2 separate regions of the Lactuca sativa genome follow, and region 1 is linked to region 2. Evidence: chromatin contacts called from public Hi-C data. All regions are on one chromosome and are shown on one strand. Each heading gives the region's core, a stretch centred on a gene start, on an enhancer-like site or on the middle of the called end of the contact. The rest is flanking DNA. Distances are from core to core; before and after follow the strand shown. Region 1 holds the start of LOC111886467 (respiratory burst oxidase homolog protein A). Region 2 holds the start of LOC111886471.

Region 1 (4,031 bases), core at 575-3,074, 170 kb after region 2:
ATGATATTTTTTTAGAATGTGTATAACTATATTGAAATGTATAAGGCTACTAGTCTTTAAAAATATGTATAAATTTGTATTTAAGTTCAGATGTAGATGAATAATAAAATCATAGACCCTCATTATGACTTGGATGCATATGAAGAATATGAAGAATTGTTAAATAAAGTTAATTAACAAAAATATCTTAATTGGATTATATTCTGTAAGAATAAATTGAAAATATCTTTACTAGTTTATGCCTTTATGGTTATCATTATGTCAGAATAAATTTGATTATTATATAAAATTACATTATAATTAAAATTGAATTAATTTAAAAAATTCAGATTTTTAAAATTAGGAGAATTAATTATCCATTAAAATCAGCAAATTTCATTTTTTAAATATAGTTTATTGTCCAAAATACCCTTATGTTGAAATTTGTGTGATTATATAGTACATGTTATCCCATTGTAATATCATAGACCTTTATATCATGACCATTAATTATATTCATCCATTGGTCCAAAATTATGGTTACGAATATAAATAGATGTTATGAATAAAATAACCTAACCATATATATATACGTATTCACATTCTTTTCTTTTTGAACCAGAGAAGAAATAAAAAAGAAGAGAAATTATATATATATATATATATATATATATATATATATATATATATATATATATATATATATATATATATATATATATATATATATGAGAGTTGAAATTTATAGAATTTTTATGACTGTCATGAATGACGATACAAACAAAAATAAGATACTCCTGTGGAATATTGGAACTCGCGTTCTGTTAACAAATACAAAGAAAAAAATATATAAGTTAGAAAAAATTTCTATTGAAATCAGACAAAAAAGCATAATGAAAATTTGGCTCCAAAAATCACACAAATATATGTTTATCAAGGCAATTTCTTATAAGATAACTATAGATTTTCATAGTATGATTTTGGATTTTCACGATCAACATGAAAGACATCTTATTTTAAAAGATAGTATTTACAGATTTTCATAGATAACATTATTTTTTATCAATACAACATCATTTTGGTTTAAAAAAATCGTAGCCCGGCTTGATTTTAGCATTTTCCATTTTTTTGGTCGTTTAGTAAAGAAAACCTTAAAAAAAATATGATTATTATCTCTTAATTACAGAAGTGGAAATTGATTTATATTCGAAAGATATTGATATAATTATATGTCGGAATATAATATTGTAAGAAAACAAAAAAAAAAAAAAAAAATCAATGAAAAATCATTATGACACGGTTAGAAAACTTAAACACCTACTATACCTGCTGCCATTTTCATTATTGATCGCAATAACTAAATGAATTATTTAATGCAAATAGAAATTAATTTGGACGATGAAAAGCATAAGATTACATCTTTACTACAAAAGTGTTAACACATGTACATCAAATCATCTTCGCTACTTATTCACTACACAGTACTAACACATAGAAATAGTTACCACTCTACATCATATATATATATATATATATATATATATATATATATATATATATATATATATATATATATATATATATATATATATATATATATATATATATATATATATATATATATATAACTAGATTAAATAAAAAAAAACATAATTTTAAACTTAAATAATCACTTTACTAATAAGAAAAATAAATAAACATATTGCTAATTTTTAAAATTAAATAAACATATATAATTATATATAATTGATGGTCTAACTTAATTCAAATAGGGTGTAAAAAAATTGAAAGACATAATGTTAGGGACCATAATTGTAACTTAAATTGAAAACAAAATTGGAGAATTCGTTGGATCGTCCACAAATACCCATTTTTGTTTTCTTCTTCATGTGTTCTTCCACAAAAACCAGTTTAGCCATCGCTGAAAATTGAAGCTTCAATCTTCCCTTTTTACACCATTTAATTACATTTAAATCATATCTCCACATATTATTGTCTCATTTTCTAAAATTTGGAAGAAAAAATGTGATTGGTTGCCACATAGGCTTTTACGCGTCAAAAACGGTGTCATACCCGATGGCCTAATCGGATTTAGGCATATCCGGGTCCAGTGAATCTCTGATCGTTAGCAATGAACATGTCTCTTTCCTCTCCCTCTCTCCGCCTCTAGAACAGCCACCGCGTGTATACGTCTTTTCTTCTAATCCCCCCACACGTATTACCTTCCAATCTTCATTCTTTTTTCACAGTCCATCTTTCCCAGCTTCTGTTTTTGTTGTAAGGATTTTGTTGGTGAACTAAGTTATGAGAGGTGGAAGAGTCGGGCGTCACGAGCGCCGGTGGGCGTCCGACACCGTCCCAGATGATATGTTGATCAGTGGAAGTTCTTCACCGGCTTACACAGATACGTCGTCAGTGAATCCAGGGGAGGAGTTTGTTGAAGTGACTCTTGATCTTCAGGATGACGACACTATTGTTCTACGTAGTGTGGAGCCGGCGACGGTGATCCACGTGGATAATGATATTGGAGGAGGTATGGAAACTCCGGCATCGGCGACTTCGTCTCGATCTCCGACAATGCGACGGAGCTCATCCAACCGATTCCGACAGTTTTCACAGGAATTGAAGGCTGAAGCGGTGGCGAAAGCGAGGCAGTTCTCGCAGGAACTCCGGAGGTTTCCATGGAGTTACGGGCACACGTCACGTGCATCGTCTTCCTCGGCGATGCAAAACACCGCCGTAGGAAGTGGAGGATTGGATTCGGCGTTGGCTGCTCGTGCAATGCGTAGACAGCGCGCTCAGCTTGATCGAACTCGCTCCGGCGCGCATAAAGCTCTTAAAGGTCTCCGATTCATCAGTAAGAGTAAAATCAACGGTTTAGATGGTTGGAACGAAGTACAGAACAATTTCAACAAGCTTGCAAAGGATGGATTTCTCTATCGTGCAGATTTCGCACAATGCATAGGTTAATTCCCTCAACGAATTATTCTAGGGATTCTGAAATTAGGAGTCCGAAATCTTCTGAATATTCATTCTCCTCTCCGATTCATTTTTCATTCTATTCTTATTGATGCGATTCATCCATTTTTGCATATGAAGGAATGAAAGATTCAAAAGAATTTGCTCTTGAAGTCTACGATGCTCTTAGCAGAAGACGAAGACTAAAAGTTGACAAGATCAGTCGAGATGAATTATACGAATATTGGTCTCAGATCACCGATCAGAGCTTCGATTCTCGCCTCCAGATCTTCTTCGATATGTACGACTTACAATCAATCGTTTTATTTTACTTCATTTTTCTTACTTAACAAATTCATCTTCTCTTCAACATTATAATCTAATATTTCAATAAAATATGACATAAACAAACAACCATCTCGATTCATTCACAGGGTTGACAAGAACGAAGATGGAAGAATCACCGAAGAAGAAGTTAAGGAGGTAAACATTTACTTGTTAATTCATAATACATCGCAGTCTCATTTTTGCTTATTTTAATCCAAATTCCTCGTTCATATCCTCCATTTTAAAGAATTGAAACATGCCCTTGATAGCAAATCGATTACATGAACACTTTTATGAATCTTTTTCTGTTTTTGGGGGTTGGTTTTGAAAAAAAAAATAGTGGGAAGAAGGGTGGCGAGTGGTTGAAGGACTACAGGCATAAAGTCATTTTCTGTTACTTATGCATGTGTCGAAGTTGATTTGAGTGGTCATCTTCTTTTTTACAAAATCTTATAAAAAATAAACCCACCGCATTATAACTCTTTTCAATGTTTTCAATATATATATTTTTTATTTAAATACCAGTCTAACAGTTACATTTAATTTGAGATGAAAACATACAGCAAATTTTGTTTTTGGACATATTATATTAATTGAAGCATTATTCTACAGGATATCAATATAATGTAGTAATGATATTACAAGTTATGGAAAGTTCTATCTTTTACTCACTATTTTTTAATAAAATATATCTGTAAACAACTATCGTGAGTTTTTTTGAATGATTTTTGAAATAATAATATCTAAAACGTTGCCATGCAATGTTA
Region 2 (3,796 bases), core at 1,216-3,715:
CTGCAAATTAGACAAAGGAACATAGGTCAAGAGTTAGTATTTTTCAGCTTAAGCTAAAGGTAATTAGAACATCTCTTTTATTTATTTGACGTAGAGTGAAATTAAATGAGTATAGAATTTTAGAATTGATACTTTTTTTTTATTGTTTTAAGATGGCATCAAATCAAAGTTGTATGTTGATTAAGTAAAACCAGGATGTTAATGTAAACTTATTTATTGAACTATAGTTTTGTTTGGATAACATTTCATGATTCCACCATATAACGTGTTGTTGTTCGTGTAATCTACTTAATTTTGGCATTGTCTTTATTTTTATAGACAAATTCCAAAATAAAAATAAAAATGAAACACCTCTAACCCATGCGTAGCATGAGTTTGCCTCCTAGTTGTTATATATGCGTGGTAAAGAAGAGCGTTGGCATATTATGGAGTTTTTTACATAATTGGAAATATATTGATTTATAGAAATGTTGGGATATTTTTTTCCCTTTTGTGATAGCTATCTTTGTTTTTTGTTTATTCTCTTGGCAGAGGGTTTGCATGTGGCTTTGAATGATGCTACTTGTGGTGTTTTTGTTTCGCGGTGTTCTAATTTTCATTTATTTTATACGGATGATGACTTGATTGTAAGGCATTGGGCTCGACAAAATATAAAGAATCTTGTTAGTGTGTTGCATTGTTTTTATTTAGGTTATGTCTTAAGATTAATTTACAGAAGTATAGGTTGCTTGGTGTGGGTGTGAGTACATATGAGGTTCAATGCTCATGAGATTTGTGTAAATATGGCTCGAGAAAAGGCATGGTATGTGAGTGTAGAAAGGTTTAAGTTCAACTTGTCTAAGTGGAATTCGCTCCTACTAAGGGTTGTTTGATTTTACTAAATCAACCATATCTAATTTTTTTTGGGTATATGATGAAAAAGGGAGAAAATGAGTTGGGTGAAATGGGATGTCAGGATGGCTTCCAAATAAAAAAAGCAATTTATCGGTAGTTTAAAATGACATGTGGCTTAATGTATAAAAAGATGTCATTTTATGTTCCAAACCCAAACCATATGGTGCAACTTTGTCTTAAAAAAAGTTAACATATTTGTATGGATGCTTCTTTTTTATTGGCTCCCTACGAGAGCTGGTCTATCTAATAAACAGATTGATGTAGATTCCTTATTTTCTCCTTGCTGTGGTTTGAGTGTGATGTAGAAGTTTTGTAAGTTGCTCATTTATGCCTCCAAGCCGTTGAGGAATGATGCATTGTTTTGATAATATAGTTGCTAGCATACATAATTGGTCCGCCTTCGGATTTACGAAACTAAAAATAAGTTGGGTGGTTTGGATGAATAATCTTGTTATGGCAATTACTTTGTAATTGTTTTTCTAGTTTATTGTTAGTTCTCAATGTATACAAAAATTAATTGTTTAATTTTTTTTACATTCATTTTTTTTTGTGAGATTAAAGTTTAAGTTATTAGGCATTTTATATTACATTATGTTTATTTGGAAGAAAAATTTATGCATTGTAATTTACAATTTGTGTTCTTATATGTCCATACTCCATAGTAATCATATGTTGTTTAGCACTTATTCGAATTTCTTGGTATAAATTATTTAAATTAAATACATTACTATTTATCTTAGGTGACACACAAAGTGTGTTTAATTTTCTATTTGCGAGGAAATCTTAGTATTTATTTGTGTTTGCTTGTTAATTGAAATTATTTGCTCAAATTTGTTATATAATCCTCTCTAATAAATGAAAATAATTTTGTCACTTGTCATCTTCTTATACATTAAGCCACATATCATTTTATAGTAAATTTAAATTAAATTATATCTATATGTCATTTTGTGGTTTTTTATATTTTATTAAATTTTATATAATACTTAAATGTATATCCAACTTATTAATGCAATTTTCCTTATAAGTTCCAAATTTCTAAATTAAATCTAATTATTTTAATTGTTTATTTATTTAAACTATTATTTTAAATTTAAAAGATAAATAAACATTTCAATTCTAATAATTAAATGTTTTTTTTATAAATTTAAATTTTATAAATTGTTAGATTTTTATGTTTGTTTATTTTTTTCAATAAACTCATATAATATATGCGTTTTATAACTAGTTTGAAATATTTTTCTTTTGTTGATCTTGCAAATGTGTGTTGGTAAATTAATGATCATTTGCTAACTTGATATCAATTCATAGGTGCTATATCCATGTGTTGGTTGATTTTAACATAAGATCAAATATAAAGAATAAAGCAAGGAAAGTATGAACATAATCAAGTAATCAGCAGAGTTTGAATCTTGTTTTAGATTTGATTTATTTAGGAATTGAATTTTGAATAGAATAAACTTTTTATATGAAATGACGTTCACACTCCAAAGCTTATTGTATTCCTTGGATAAGCGGGTCCCACTACTCGCCGGAATATACTTACCGGCGAACCCTACCAACCCACACTCCGCCCTTTTCCCGAAAACTATATATAGTCCTCATAATTTCTTTGCCCTAGCCCAGCCGCAACTACCCTTTCCCCTTTCTCTCTCTCCTGAAAATCCCCAAATGTTCTCTTCCCAAACCCTCAATCACTCGATGCCTTCATTCTAGTTACTTGATCAATTTTAACTAATCGGGGTTTATCATACAAAATGGTCAAAATTGGGTCGTCAATCGCTCGTTTGGTAGATCGAAGTTGACGATAGCGGAAGCAGCGACGATGTTTTGGATTTCGCGGTGGTGAAATACATGGACGCGGTGGAGTTACCACTTCCAGCTGCTATTGTTACAAAGATCATGAGATCGTCAGGTTGCGGTGGTGGAGGTGGGGTTACTAGGGTGGAGTTGCTAGGGAATCAATCGGAGCGTGAAACGTGCAGTAGCTCATTTCTTCCGGAGAAAGGTGTTGATTTCCTATCTATACTTATATATTTAGTTTATCTAAGATCCGTTCATCTTCAAATTTATTTTCTACTCCTTTCTTTCTCTATACAGTTAGTCTTCTAATTTGGGTGTTTAACCTAATGCAAACCATTTTCAAAATTGATTCGGGTTTTACTTCAAAATTAACTGTACTTGTCATATACCTTTTGATGTCGTTAGAGTTTTTTTTTTTTTTTTTTTTTTTTTTTTTTTCTTTTTCCTCCTAGAACTAAATCCATGTCAATTTCGAAGCTGTAAAGCACCTCTTTTTTGACATCAAAAGTCAAAACGTAGCTTTTCGGTAAAGATGGGGAGTAATCTTGTGTTGATATCATCTAAATTGCACATGTTCATTGAAATAGCATTTGCTGTTTAGTGATTGAAGTCGTAGAGGATATAAACAAGTCATCTCTGCAATCTAGGGTTTGCATAATATCACATTTTACTTTATGCTACTTGATTTCCATTCAAGTAAATAAATGATGGACCCTGAACTGAATTGATGTATCTGTACATGGACAGATAACAACTGTAATGCTAATGGTTCAAGACCAGTTTTCTGGAACAAGATGTCAGAAGAGGACCTCTACAGGTCAACCGGTCAACTGTCCAGTCATCGTAGTGAAGAAACATTTGTTGACCATGATATGACCTCTGTACCAGAGGCTAAACAATCACACAGAAAGTCTGGGAAATCATCTAGAAGCAATGGAAGTAGTTCTAAAAGGTCACGAGCAGCACATATGGAAGCTTCCATGAATCTAACAGGAGTAATCGATGCAAATGATCTACAAAAGGAGCATGGATCTTCTTACCCTGGAAAATACAACGTTTCAGGTAATAAAAAAACAAATACTATCACTAATACTTTACC

The links. A called contact is a pair of places that touch in the nucleus more often than the background predicts.
Region 1: a Hi-C map of leaf shows a contact between it and region 2, with 4 times the contacts expected there. The contact joins the promoter of LOC111886467 here to the promoter of LOC111886471 in region 2. A contact is called at or near these places in 2 of 4 Hi-C or Micro-C datasets (bud and leaf).

The regions. Positions count from the first base shown.
Region 1 is chr3:13,159,389-13,163,419 of Lsat_Salinas_v11, forward strand. LOC111886467 (respiratory burst oxidase homolog protein A) reads left to right here and starts at 1,825. Exons shown (of 13, transcript XM_023882708.3): 1 at 1,825-2,944; 2 at 3,079-3,238; 3 at 3,372-3,420. The coding sequence starts at 2,284.
Region 2 is chr3:12,989,116-12,992,911 of Lsat_Salinas_v11, forward strand. LOC111886471 reads left to right here and starts at 2,466. Exons shown (of 7, transcript XM_023882713.3): 1 at 2,466-2,902; 2 at 3,445-3,759. The coding sequence starts at 2,749.